Regions from separate parts of the Zea mays genome. Here region 2 is linked to region 1. A link is a contact called in public Hi-C data. All regions are on one chromosome and are shown on one strand. Each heading gives the region's core, a stretch centred on a gene start, on an enhancer-like site or on the middle of the called end of the contact. The rest is flanking DNA. Distances are from core to core; before and after follow the strand shown.

Region 1 (6,068 bases), core at 3,307-5,806:
TGTTCTTTCCAAGAAGTTGTGTTATATTTGTGCACCTAACAATGCTCCTTTTATAGTCAAATCTTAATGCTTCTTAAATTCTTGTGCTGTTAGTGCAAGTTCCAAATCCACTGTTTTGGCAGCCATTTATATGTGCCAATGTGCCATCATATATGTCTACTGTTCTATTATGCACATTGATCAGATTTCTCATAACTTGGATAATGTAAAATTAGTGGCTGTTTGCAGTCATGAGTTGTTCATATGGCTACAACACAGGATTGAGCTTTCATTTTATCATACTACAGAAGTTATATAGGACAATTTCTATAAGGTTTCTGTCCAAATTGGATTTAGGAATTGATCTTGTTCTTTATCCAAAGTTTTCCTAAAATTCCTCCGATTGATATTCATTCTTAGTATTTTTTATATTTTGGTTGGACTGGATTAAAGTTTATGCTATCACATCAAGTCCAGCATGTCCTGTCGTTTTTCCCCATTTCATTATAGAGAACATTTGAACACGTTGAGTTTATTAGATTAGATTGGATGTCACGATATAAAATTATTGGTCAGGTACATAACATATATGCTTTCAGTTTTTTTCCCAATAATCTAACTGCAATGATGATTTATATTTATAGCAATGCTGGTTCATCACATATTTATTTATTGTCTTGAGAGTACAGATTTGATTACATTTGTATTCTGATAAGTCATAACATTGTAAGAGCATCTCCAAGAGCTCCCCAGAAGTCTCCCCTAAATCAAGTTTTTTTGGGAAAAACACAAAAACGTGTCTCCAACAGTTCCCCTAAAGTGCTCTCAACTTTTTCATAGCCCTTAAAACTCCCTCATTTGTAGCTACAAATAGGGGTTTTTTTGGGCTCACCAGAAACAATCCGCCGCTTTAAGGGATCTGTTGGAGAAAGAATTAAAATCTACCCCCACTAATTTTTTAGATGTCCCTTAAAACTGATTTTTAGGAGTCATTTTCTGGGGAGTTTTTGGAGATGCTCTAAGGGTCTAGATAGCTATTTCTTGATGTGTTTCACTTGTTGCATGCAGCAATAGCCAGTGTCATCTTCTTCAGGGAGTTTTCAGTTCTTCTCCAGGTAAACACCGCAAACTTTCTAGCAGTGACAATGTGACATTAATTATCAAATTTATGATGCTCATAAATTAATTTTGCCCATCTCTTTCTACCTTGTAGAATGGCTGGTTTCCAAAAATCTTCATGGTTCTCCTCAGGTCAGTACACATTTAACCTTTTGAATTGCTTTCATTATTTTCATTCTACACCCAAAGAAACATGTAGCTACTTGTGAGGACATTGCATGGGTTCACAACATTTTTATGTGCCTCAACCTGCGCTTGTGTTGCCTGCAAGACCCACAAAAAATGTTTTCGTGTTTAATTTTTGTGACTAGAAGGTTGCAGTTCAGTGTACAACCGTACATGGCTTTGATGGATGGATTTTTTTATATTCTTTTTTCTTTCAACTATACTGGGATTTTCTGATAGACCACCTCTTTGTTATACTGCCGATTTGTGATCCTTCCAAAACCATACTATCACCTAAAAATTATCCGTTTCATCCAGCAATGTTCTGTCTGTGTACTTCCTGTCATGGTGCACTTATTAGAACTGCTGTCCACTTTTACTTTTTACATCTGGAGAATATGACTAAGAAACTGATTTTTACTTGAATTTTGACTTGTAGATACCTTTTTTTCTGTATTGTATCCCGCAATCTTTTCTGCTATACATCCAGTTGATGTTCTGTACCTGTATATACCTTGTCCACCTAAAACTTGTGTGATATTTCTTTTAGGAAATTGATATATATGATAAGTTGTTTAATGCTTTAGAGAAATGCACTTGATAACCATAGTTGTCATATATTACAGTTTATCGACTTAAAACATATTGTACCTTTTTTTGTCACCTCTCATCTGAGTACAGCTGTAGTATTGTTCATAACATATCGTAGCTTAAATTGAACACTAAAGTTCAAATACCTTATCTTTCAGTGTTTAAGTTTTTTATGTCTTTGCAGCAACTGCAGCCATTTTTTTTGGTCCGAGAAAAAAGAATTGTCTGTGTTTTAAGCTAATTCTCAATTGTGCTGCAGTGGAGTAGTGGCAGGCTTTTACTTCTATCGCATTGCAGCTGGTAGCCCCAAAGAGCTGAGCAGCAACAGTGATTCAGTGAACTAATGGTAACCTTACATATACAATCTCGGTCTTATGTGCTTTCATATGTGCATCGCACAAACAGACAATAGGATCATCACATGACAAGCAGTTTAAATCATGTACCATGCAGCACTTGGATGAATCAGATGATCATGGGGGAACGCAGACCCAGAAGGCTATGGCCTGTTTGCTTTCGATTTCCTTCATCATCCTTCAATTCAGGCAAAGCTCGGTTGTAAGGTGTCCGCATGATGACCACATGGATTCAGAAGAATTGCTTGTTTACTCGGCCCTCTTCCCGCACTCCTTTGTTCCTTTGCTCATGTAGTATAGATGATAGACTTGAACAACATCAATAAACGACATTCAAAGGCCATGCAGTTAGCTCTTCAGTTTGTCTGCTGTTTGTTTTTCATGGGGACAGCCCGAAAGGTCGGTGAAGCGTTCAATGTTTCGTGAAGTGTCCGAAAACAGTCAGTGTTATTACTCTGTAGATTCCAGCTCGCTCAAAACTATTCAAGGCCGATGACAAGTTGATAACAATTAGTGGCACTGTGATTTGTTCCTATTCGTCTATTATAATGTGATAACAATTAGAGAACGGATGTAGTAGTACATTCGTTCTCGATCATTTATAAACTAAACAACGACAAATAAAGACAAATAGAAAATAACGGAGAGGGTAATATTTTAGGCGACCTGCTAAAGTACATAATAGGGAAGAAAGTACGTCACCTTGTTCCTTTGCTCCGCTCCATTTTCTAATGGGGAAGAAAGTACTGAAGTTTTTTTTTTCTTCCAAAAAATAAAAAACACATTCCTCATTTTTAGAACGCGATACCTTTGTTTTGTTCTGATCCCTCTGGCATCTGCCTGAAACATGATAGTAATACTATTACTAGTGTGATCTACGGCATCTTGTTGAGACCCTCCTAGGTCGGGGTCGGGGGTTGTCACTCATTAACTGCACGGTCGGCCTAACTGTTCTCACGTACTACAGCGATGGCGACAACACATGTCCAGATCTACTGCTGCTCTGCTAACAATCTACTGAAACGTAGCGATGCCATGTAGACCGCCCAAGTCAAAGCGGTCCTCGAGGACGGATTCCCAGCCGAAGGCGCCGTCCAGGAACTCCATTACCGGATCAGGAGCAGCCGCAGCCGTGTCGCGCCACTCGTGCGCGGCCGCATGCGCCTCGAACCCGACCTCGGACGACGCCGACGGGGACCACCACCCTCCCAGCGGCACCGAGGCCGGCGAGCCTCCGCTGGTGGTGTCCGCGGATCCCCAGGAGTTGGAGCCGAAGTCGACGACGGCGGGCGCCGGCGCTCCCTGCTGCCAGGCGGTGGCCGCGCCCCTGCACGTGTGGTCCCCGTAGTAGGCGATCTCGTACGCCGCGGGCTGCTCCCGCGTCCGCTGCACCCGCCGGGTCGCGTCGCACCCCTGGTCCTTGTGCGCGCAGCGGTAGTAGAGCCTGCAGGCCAGGGTGGGATGAAGGTCAGGCGGTCAGCCGTCAGCTCGCATCGGTCGGTCGGCGAGTGGATTGCCACGACGGGAATGGAACGGAACGGATCGAGCTGAGCGCCTGAGTGAGCCTTCTGAGTAGTCTACTTGCCTCGGGTGCTTGTGGCCGTTGATGTCCTTCTGCCCGTACTTCCTCCAGATGAAGCCGTCCACCGTCGTGCCGCTGGTCACTTCCCTGGTCGCCTCTCCGCCGCGCGCCCTGCGAAATCGAAACTTCTTCTGTTAGTTGTTGTTGTGCATGTGCAAGGGGGAGACGAGGCGACACGAGACGGCAGTCCCCCACCTTCTCTTTAGTGGCGGCCCCGGAGGAGGAGGAGGAGGAGGAGGCGAGGCGCCTCCCCCTGCTGCTGCGTCCTGGTACTCCGCCGCCGCCTTCCTCTTGTGCCCGCTGGCGGCGGCGGCGGCCCTGAGCGCGTCGATGACGCGGCCGCAGCAGCGGAGGATCTCGGCCGCGAGCTCCTGGTGCGGAGACGCTGCAGCAGGGGACGCGGCCCGGAGCAGGTCCCCGAGGTGCGCCGCGGACTGCTGCCCCATGGTCATCAGCTCCAGGACCACGGCGGCCGGGGTGTCCAGCGTCATGCCTGGCGCTCGAAGCTTGCTGCGGCGATGCGTCTGCTCGTCTGCCGATGCGTCTGCTCGAAGAGTCGCTCGTTCGGTGGTGGCCAGGGCCAGGTCAGGTCCGCCTCTGTGGCCTGCGGGCTGAACCGCCGAGTGACGACGAGACGGGAGTAAGATACAGAGGCAGTGAGCTTGCCGCAATCTCCAATATTTATAGACCGCTCGTCTCGTCGTCATCTCACATCTCAGGATTCCCAGCAAGCCAAGCGAAGCCGCGGGGAAGGCGCAGGAAGTGGTCCACGGCGAGCCGAGCCGAGTGGAGCGCGAGCCGCTAGACGACAAGGTCCATCTTTTTTCCCGCGCACGAGGTCTTGACGCATCTTCATTAAAAAAATATATATGAAAATATAGGATTTTTAGAACAGTAAAAGAAGATATAGTTAAAAAAACTGATATACTATTGTATTGTATCGGCCAACGCTCTGTTTCAGAGGCCAGTCATAACATTATTATATTATAAAGATAGAGGGAAGTGTCCGGTAACTTTTATAAAGAAAGAAAAAAAAACAGCAGAAAAAAAGTCAAAAGGGCGCTCACACTACATCCAAAACAGCACATCGCCCACAACCATATTCAACCTGACGGTCCTCATGCGAGTGATCCTCGTCCTCCAGTAGCTAGGTTGCAAAACAAGGTCCATCTGTTCTGCTGCTCCTTTTTCTTTTCTGAGCTCTAGCTACACGTTGGCGTCATCTGCCGCTACTCTGCCCCTTTGGAGGTCAAAGGGTCTGGAAGCAGCAAACACAGATCATTAAGCTGTGAGAAGATGTGTCGTCCACTGGTTAATTAGATAGATTACGGTCCCCGATAATAAGCTAATCTTAATTAGATACGCTCGCACGCGGGGTGACCCGGAGCCCGATAGTCAAATGCATATACATACGTGACTGTAGAGGTCAATGCCGTAGTTGTTAGCACCAAAACGTGTCGCGCCCTTGTTTATACCACAATTATACGTGCGCATGACAGTATTTGTAGGATATATATATATATATATATATATATATATATATATATATATATATATATATATATATATATATATATATATATATATATATATATATGCAGGGTGGGTGGTTGACAGACTCACATGGGTTCAGTCGAGCTCAGTCCGTTGTGGACGTATGTTAGTATGTATCTCTCTGACTCTGACTATCGCTATAACTGCCAAGCTAGCTCTTTTATTATTGCTTCATCGTCAGTGTCGTATCGCTGGAATATATGATTTGATTAGGCGACTGCCCCCCATGCCGGTTCTGCCGTCATGCGTGCACTGTTCCGATAATCCGATCAAGCTCGCAGCTGCAAAAACTCTCTCGTCCCAAATTATAGTTATTTCTAGCTCTCTTTTTCTTGTCCACACTTGAATTAATGATAATGGACGTGGATTATTCAAGTTTAGACTTGAGCAAACACTGAAAGGAACGGTTAATTTACTTGCTAAACCATGACACCCAAGCAAGCACGGTCTGTTTTCCTTCTGTCGTCCTTTGACCAAGAGTAGTTGTCGCGCTAGGTTTTCGACCCAACGTGCGCAAGATGAATGGTAAGACCACCTTACCGTAGAACGTTCATTTCAGTCGAATTCCTTCGTGTGAAACCAAACAGTTGTATCTGTAGTTAGTTGCAGGCGTACATATACAAAACCGAGCTCAAAACTCATATTTGAATTGAATGACTGGACAGTCAAGATCTAGAGGCAACAATTTTTTTTCGTCTAGGTTGGAGTTTTGACCAAAACGT
Region 2 (5,753 bases), core at 3,214-5,713, 270 kb after region 1:
CCGCAGTCCTCGTCGCCGAGGCTACGGCTACCATCGGAACAGTCGGAAAGGCAGTAGTCGCATGTGGTCATGAAGTCCCGCATGGCACTGGGGTTGCCAAGTCCAGAGAAACCCCAACAGATGCTGGGCTCGTCGTCTTCCTCGGACCCAGAGGGTCCGTAGGTCGAGACGTCCGTCAGCCGGTCCCAAGGTGACCGCATACGAAACCCCAGAGGGTTTGGACTTGCCTCTACGAGAGCGCCCGCCAAAGCGAAGTCGCTAGGCGGGTTGAGGCTGAATCCGAAAGACGTGGGATGGGGATCGGTCGGTACCTTCTAGTCGACGGGCGGCGATGAGGTCACGTCGGGGACTGACTGCGCCGTCGTCTCAGGTACGAGGGTGACGTCCAACAAGCTTTTCGCGAGCGTGCTGGCGTCGTCCGCTTGCTCGGGATTGGCGTGTCGCGGGGAGACGGCGCTCGCCTTCGTCTCAAACGCGAGGTCGACGCCCGGTGCGCCCCCCGTTGGGGCGCTGGGGCCGTCGACTCGCTCGACAGCCGACGATGCGCTGTCTCCTGTTTGGCCTTGGTTGCCCCGCCTCCTCCTCCGTTGGCGGGGGAGAGGACGGGGTGAGCTCGAAGGTTGTTCTTCCACCACGCGGGGAAGACGTCGTCGATTCCGCCGCCGGCGGGCGGGCTGTCGGCCGCCACTGTCGTTGTCGCACGGCGGTGGAAGGAGTATCATGTCGTAGCTGCCGTCGAGGGACATGAACTCAAGACTCCCGAAACGAAGCACCGTCCCGGGTTGGAGAGGTTGCTGGAGACTGCCCATCTGGAGCTCGACGGGAAGCTGTTCGTCAACACGCAGCAGGCCCCTACCTGGCGCGCCAACTGTCGGCGTTTCGAGACCGGGGGGTCCCTAGGCCGACGAGTGAATGTCGCCGCGTGCCCCAGCCCAGATGGGTCGAGCGCGAGGCCGAGCGCAAAGGGGGGAGAGCGAGGCGGCCGGAGACCGGCGCGAGAGAGGTGGGAATCTCGCGGCCTTCGTGTTCGTCCCACGCCCAGGTCGGGTGCGCTTGCAGTAGGGGGTTACAAGCGTCCACACGGGAGAGGGAGCGAGCGGCTCCAAGCGAGCGCATATCTCGTCCTCGTCCCCGCGCGGCCAACCTTCTCTAAGAGGGCCCTGGTCCTTCCTTTTATAGGCACAAGGAGAGGATCCAGGTGTACAATGGGGGGGTGTAGCAGAGTGCTACGTGTTTAGCGGAGGAGAGCTAGCGCCCTAAGTACATGCCGTTGTGGCAGCCGGAGAGATTTTGGCACCCAGCTGGTGTGATGTCGTGGCCGTCGGAGGAGCGATGGAGCCTGGCGGAGGGACAACTGTCGGAGCGGTTGAATCCTTGCTGACGTCTTCTTGCTTCCGTAAGGGGGCTGAGAGCCGCCGTCGTCACAGAGTATGCAGGGTGCCATCATTGCCTATCTGGCGGAGTGAGCCAGATGGGATGCCGGTCTTGTTCCCTGCGGCCCGAGTCAGCTTGGGGTAGGGTGATGATGGCGCCTCCTGTTGACGTGGCTGGCCTGCGCCCTAGGTTGGGCGATGTGGAAGCTCCTCCGAAGCCGAGGTCGAGTCTGTCTTCCGTAGCTGTGGTCGGGTCCGAGCCCCTAGGTCGGGCGAAGCGGAGTTCGTCGTCTTCTGGGGCTGAGCCCGAGTTCGAGCCCTGGGTCGGGCGGAGCGGAGTTCGCCGTCTTTCGGGACTTAGCCCGAGTCCGAGCCCTGGGTCGGGCGGAGCGGAGTTCGCCGTCTTCTGGGACTTAGCCCGAGTCCGAGCCCTGGGTCGGGCGGAGTTCGCCGTCTTCCGGGACTTAGCCCGAGTCCGAGCCCTGGGTCGGGTGGAGTTCACCGTCTTCCGGGACTTAGCCCGAGTCCGAGCCCTTGGTCGGGCGGAGTTCGCCGTCTTCTAGGACTTAGCCCGAGTCCGAGCCCTGGGTCGGGCGGAGCGGAGCTTCCTATGGTGCCTTTGGCCGGGCCTGACTGCCTGTCAGTCTCACTCTGTCAAGTGGCACCGCAGTCGGAGTGGCGCAGGCGGCGCTGTCCTTCTGTCAGGCCGGTCAGTGGAGCGGCGAAGTGACAGCGGTCACTTCGGCTCTGCCGGCTGGGGGGCGTGTGTCAGGATAAAGGTGTCAGGCCACTTTTGCATTAAATGCTCCTGCGATTTGGTCGGTCGGTGCGGCGATTTGGTCAGGGTTGCTTCTTAGCGAAGACAGGGCCTCGGGCGAGCCGGGAACACATTCGCCGTTGGAGGGGGGCCTCGGGCGAGACGGAGATCCTCCGGGGTCGGCTGCCCTTGTCCGAGGCTAGGCTCGGGCGAGGCGTGATCGAGTCCCTCGTATGGACCGATCCCTGATTTAATCGCACTCATCAGGCCTTTGCAGCTTTATGTTGATGGGGGTTACCAACTGAGAATTAGGAGCCTTGAGGGTACCCCTAATTATGGTCCCCGACAGCTGTGTTTGTGTGCTCACTTCTTCACTTGTGTGCGCGGTTATGCTGCGGATTTGAGTCTTACGCGTGTTGCTCTCCCATCCTTACTCTTGTGCTTTCTTTGTGATCTATATTGTAAGGGCGAGAGGCTCCAACTTGTGGAAATTCCTCACAAATGGGAAGAATACTCAAAAGAGAAAAGACCATGGTATTCAAGTTGATCATAGGATCACTTGAAAGGGGTTGAGTGCAACCCTCGTCCATTGGGACGCCACAATGTGGAAGTAGGTAAATGTTTCTTGGCCAAACCACGGGATAAAAATCGCGTGTCTCTTGTGTTGCCTTTCTGTAATTGTTTTATTCACAAAAACTCGCTTCATAGCTACTTAGTCGCACTAACACTTTAATAATCAAGTTTGTGGCTATTTAATATTGATTTTACAGGATCATCTATTCACCCCCTCTAGATGCTCTCAGCAGCACCTCCAAACATGCAGTTGACGAGGAAGAGCTGATGATGCTCCTTTGCTTCTTTGCCTTGTTCCATCCTATTGGTGGAACTGGGAGAGCAAAGTCTTCATGAATGGCTCCTTGTATACCATTACCTTGCCGCAACAACACATGAGCCTGAGCTCCACCTAGGCTCATGGCGTAGCACCAGACAACAATGCAGGTAAGGAAAAATCATTTCACATAATTCTATCATACAGTTGCAGTGTTTTCATTAACTTGCATATAATTGAATTGTAGTAATTAGAAATAATTTTGGCAATATCATATGTTATGTATTTAGCATATTTCAATGACTTACGCTAGCTAGCATATGTTATATAGGGCATGTTTGGTTCAGCTTTTTCTGACCAGCTTTTCTGAAAATCTGGCTGTGGAAAGAATCTGGTTGTGGGGAGAATCTGGGTATCATTACGATTACGTGTGGAGAAAGATAAAGTTGTTCATAAGACTCAGGATCTAGAAAGTGACGGATTCCTAGTATTACAAAAACTCAACCGATTATGTGTTTATGTTCATTTTAGATTGTTTTTACCCCATCGAAACAAACAGACCCATAGTTGTTTCTCTTGTGCTTTGCTACCGTGACAAAACACAAGTGTCCAACTTACTTTTTATGTCAAAAGATTTATTTAGCTCTACCTATATCTGTCTAAATTAATATGTGTTATGATAGATTATGAAAAAAATTAAGTGTAGAAAATCAGGAGAGGTTCTGATATTTGCCACCAGCGAGAAACAGGTTTGTAAAATTGCCATCAGACCCATATTTCATAGACCCAACTGGACCCAAATTTCATAGACACAGTGATAATTATAACAAGAAGACAACATTGTGAGTGACAAAAATCCAATTATCTCGAAAATCAGTCATTTTTCTATCCTAATATATCTCAACATAATGGATTATAATTAAGATGGATACAAGTACAACTAAACAAGGCTTAAATATAAAAGAATTCAAGTGTGGTGAGCCATAGGCTTATCTGGCGTCTTACAAGCATCCAACACTTAGGTGCCGTTTGGTTCAGATTTTGGTAACGTAATGGACAAACGATAATGTTAAATGATGTTTGTTTAAGTCCAACCGTAATTGAATACCACACTACAAATGGATACCGGCTTATTCAAACTTGTTACCGCCGTTACTCAAGTGTCAATCATTACTATTACCATTTACGTTACAAAATTTGAACCAAACAACACCTTATTTCGTCTGTACCAAAAATAAAATTCTAATAGCACAAATTTCGAGGTACAGCTTCTATGCTCCCAGCTGGCCTGCTGTAAGGTTAAAGAGCTCAAACCTTGTCTCCGGAGGAAGCTTCCTTGTCAAAATACACCAAATACAAATGCCTCCGAAAACCTTGTCACACGTGCATGGCCATTGTGCATTTGTGCTGTCAAAAACTCAAAATAGTTGCAAATTCTCGCAAATTTTAATGATGAGTTGTGTTGTGTGCCTGCCCTCCTGCTGTCTGTCCAGCTGCAGATTCTCTCACGAGTCTAATCATAGGCCAGGGGTAAAAGCGCAAATGTTTCTGCGCTCTCTTTTCTCCCCTCACCCTTTCTCTTTCTCCCTCGACCGCCCCGGATCTATCTCGCCGCGCCGGCGCGCAGCTGAGCCGCCGAAGCGAGGAGGCAATCGAGGCGGACGAAGCGCCGCACCAAATTCGACGGGGGATCGAGCACCAGAGGCGTAGCGCAAAATGTTCAAGTTCCTCAAGGAGGTGGTCGCGGGATCCGGATCGGGACTCAAGGACTTCCCCTACACCATCGGCGAGCCCTACGCATCGGCTTGGGGCTCATGGAAACACCACCGCGGTACCTCCAAGGTACGCTTCCGCATCATTCCACACTTTCACACCCGATCGATCAGTCCCCCTTAGATGTATCGTTGTTTTGTTTTGTCGACTGCCGACTGGTACGGTTCGGTAGAACTGGTTCCGTTGGTCGAATTCGGGGAGGAACGAACTGTGCACGCTATGCTTCGCGTGTGCTTGGCTGTGTGGTTCATGTGCTACGTGGCTGCATACGCTCTTAATTTTGTGGGTCTGCTGCGCTTAGCGTTTTGAGCACTCGAGCTTTTTTCGGGTAGGTGTGACTATGTTGGACTATTGCAAGCTTTAGTAACCCTTTAGAAGCACAATCGCTGGATTCGGTGCAGAGTTGATTCGAGTATAGTCTATAGTCTGGTTAATCCAATGAAGGGTATTTGGTTGTACTTTAGATTTTTTGTGATATAGACATATAGTTGTGTGCAGTTATTTAAACTTCGATCTGCATGTTTGACTATGGAGCCCATTTACAGTGCCATGCCATCCAACTTGGTGAGGGTCAAAGGATATTGGGGATGTTACTGCTACTAGCTCTTATGTTGCATTCACCGTACCATCCAACTTTGTGTGATATAGTTATGTGCAGTTATTAGACTTCGTCTGCTCGTTTGACTGTGCACACATCTTATCTCACTATTACATCACATCGCATCAGCTGTAGGCTGAGAAAAGACGATAAAATCAAATAAACACAAAACCTTGGATGGCTTGCAAAACTAGTAATTCTTAATATATTGTCAAATACACAGAGGTTTAGAGAACATGTGCCATATTACCACTCATGTATTTGTCACTGATATTGCACACTGTCAATGGAGTTTTATTATTCATCCTAGGTTTACCATTAGTACTGAATTTTCATATGTAATTTGATTTCTTAAGCAGTTCCCATCAAATGATTATTTTGTCTGATTTTTTGGTAGATTTGTTTGTATGCCATTGCCAACAT

Evidence for each region. A called contact is a pair of places that touch in the nucleus more often than the background predicts.
Region 2: a Hi-C map of leaf shows a contact between it and region 1, with 2.2 times the contacts expected there. The contact joins the promoter of LOC100279852 here to the promoter of LOC103636551 in region 1. A contact is called at or near these places in 2 of 25 Hi-C or Micro-C datasets (both in leaf).

What each region holds. Positions count from the first base shown.
Region 1 is chr8:176,829,168-176,835,235 of Zm-B73-REFERENCE-NAM-5.0, forward strand. It overlaps LOC103636551 (WRKY transcription factor WRKY71), which reads right to left and starts at 4,557. Exons shown (of 3, transcript XM_008658895.4): 1 at 3,988-4,557; 2 at 3,796-3,903; 3 at 2,844-3,654. The coding sequence starts at 4,499. The coding sequence ends at 3,225. It overlaps LOC100273380 (Protein FATTY ACID EXPORT 3 chloroplastic), which reads left to right. Exons shown (of 7, transcript NM_001245909.2): 4 at 1,048-1,094; 5 at 1,193-1,230; 6 at 2,114-2,200; 7 at 2,308-2,718. The coding sequence ends at 2,198.
Region 2 is chr8:177,096,665-177,102,417 of Zm-B73-REFERENCE-NAM-5.0, forward strand. It overlaps LOC100279852, which reads left to right and starts at 4,464. Exons shown (of 21, transcript NM_001152805.1): 1 at 4,464-4,801. The coding sequence starts at 4,676.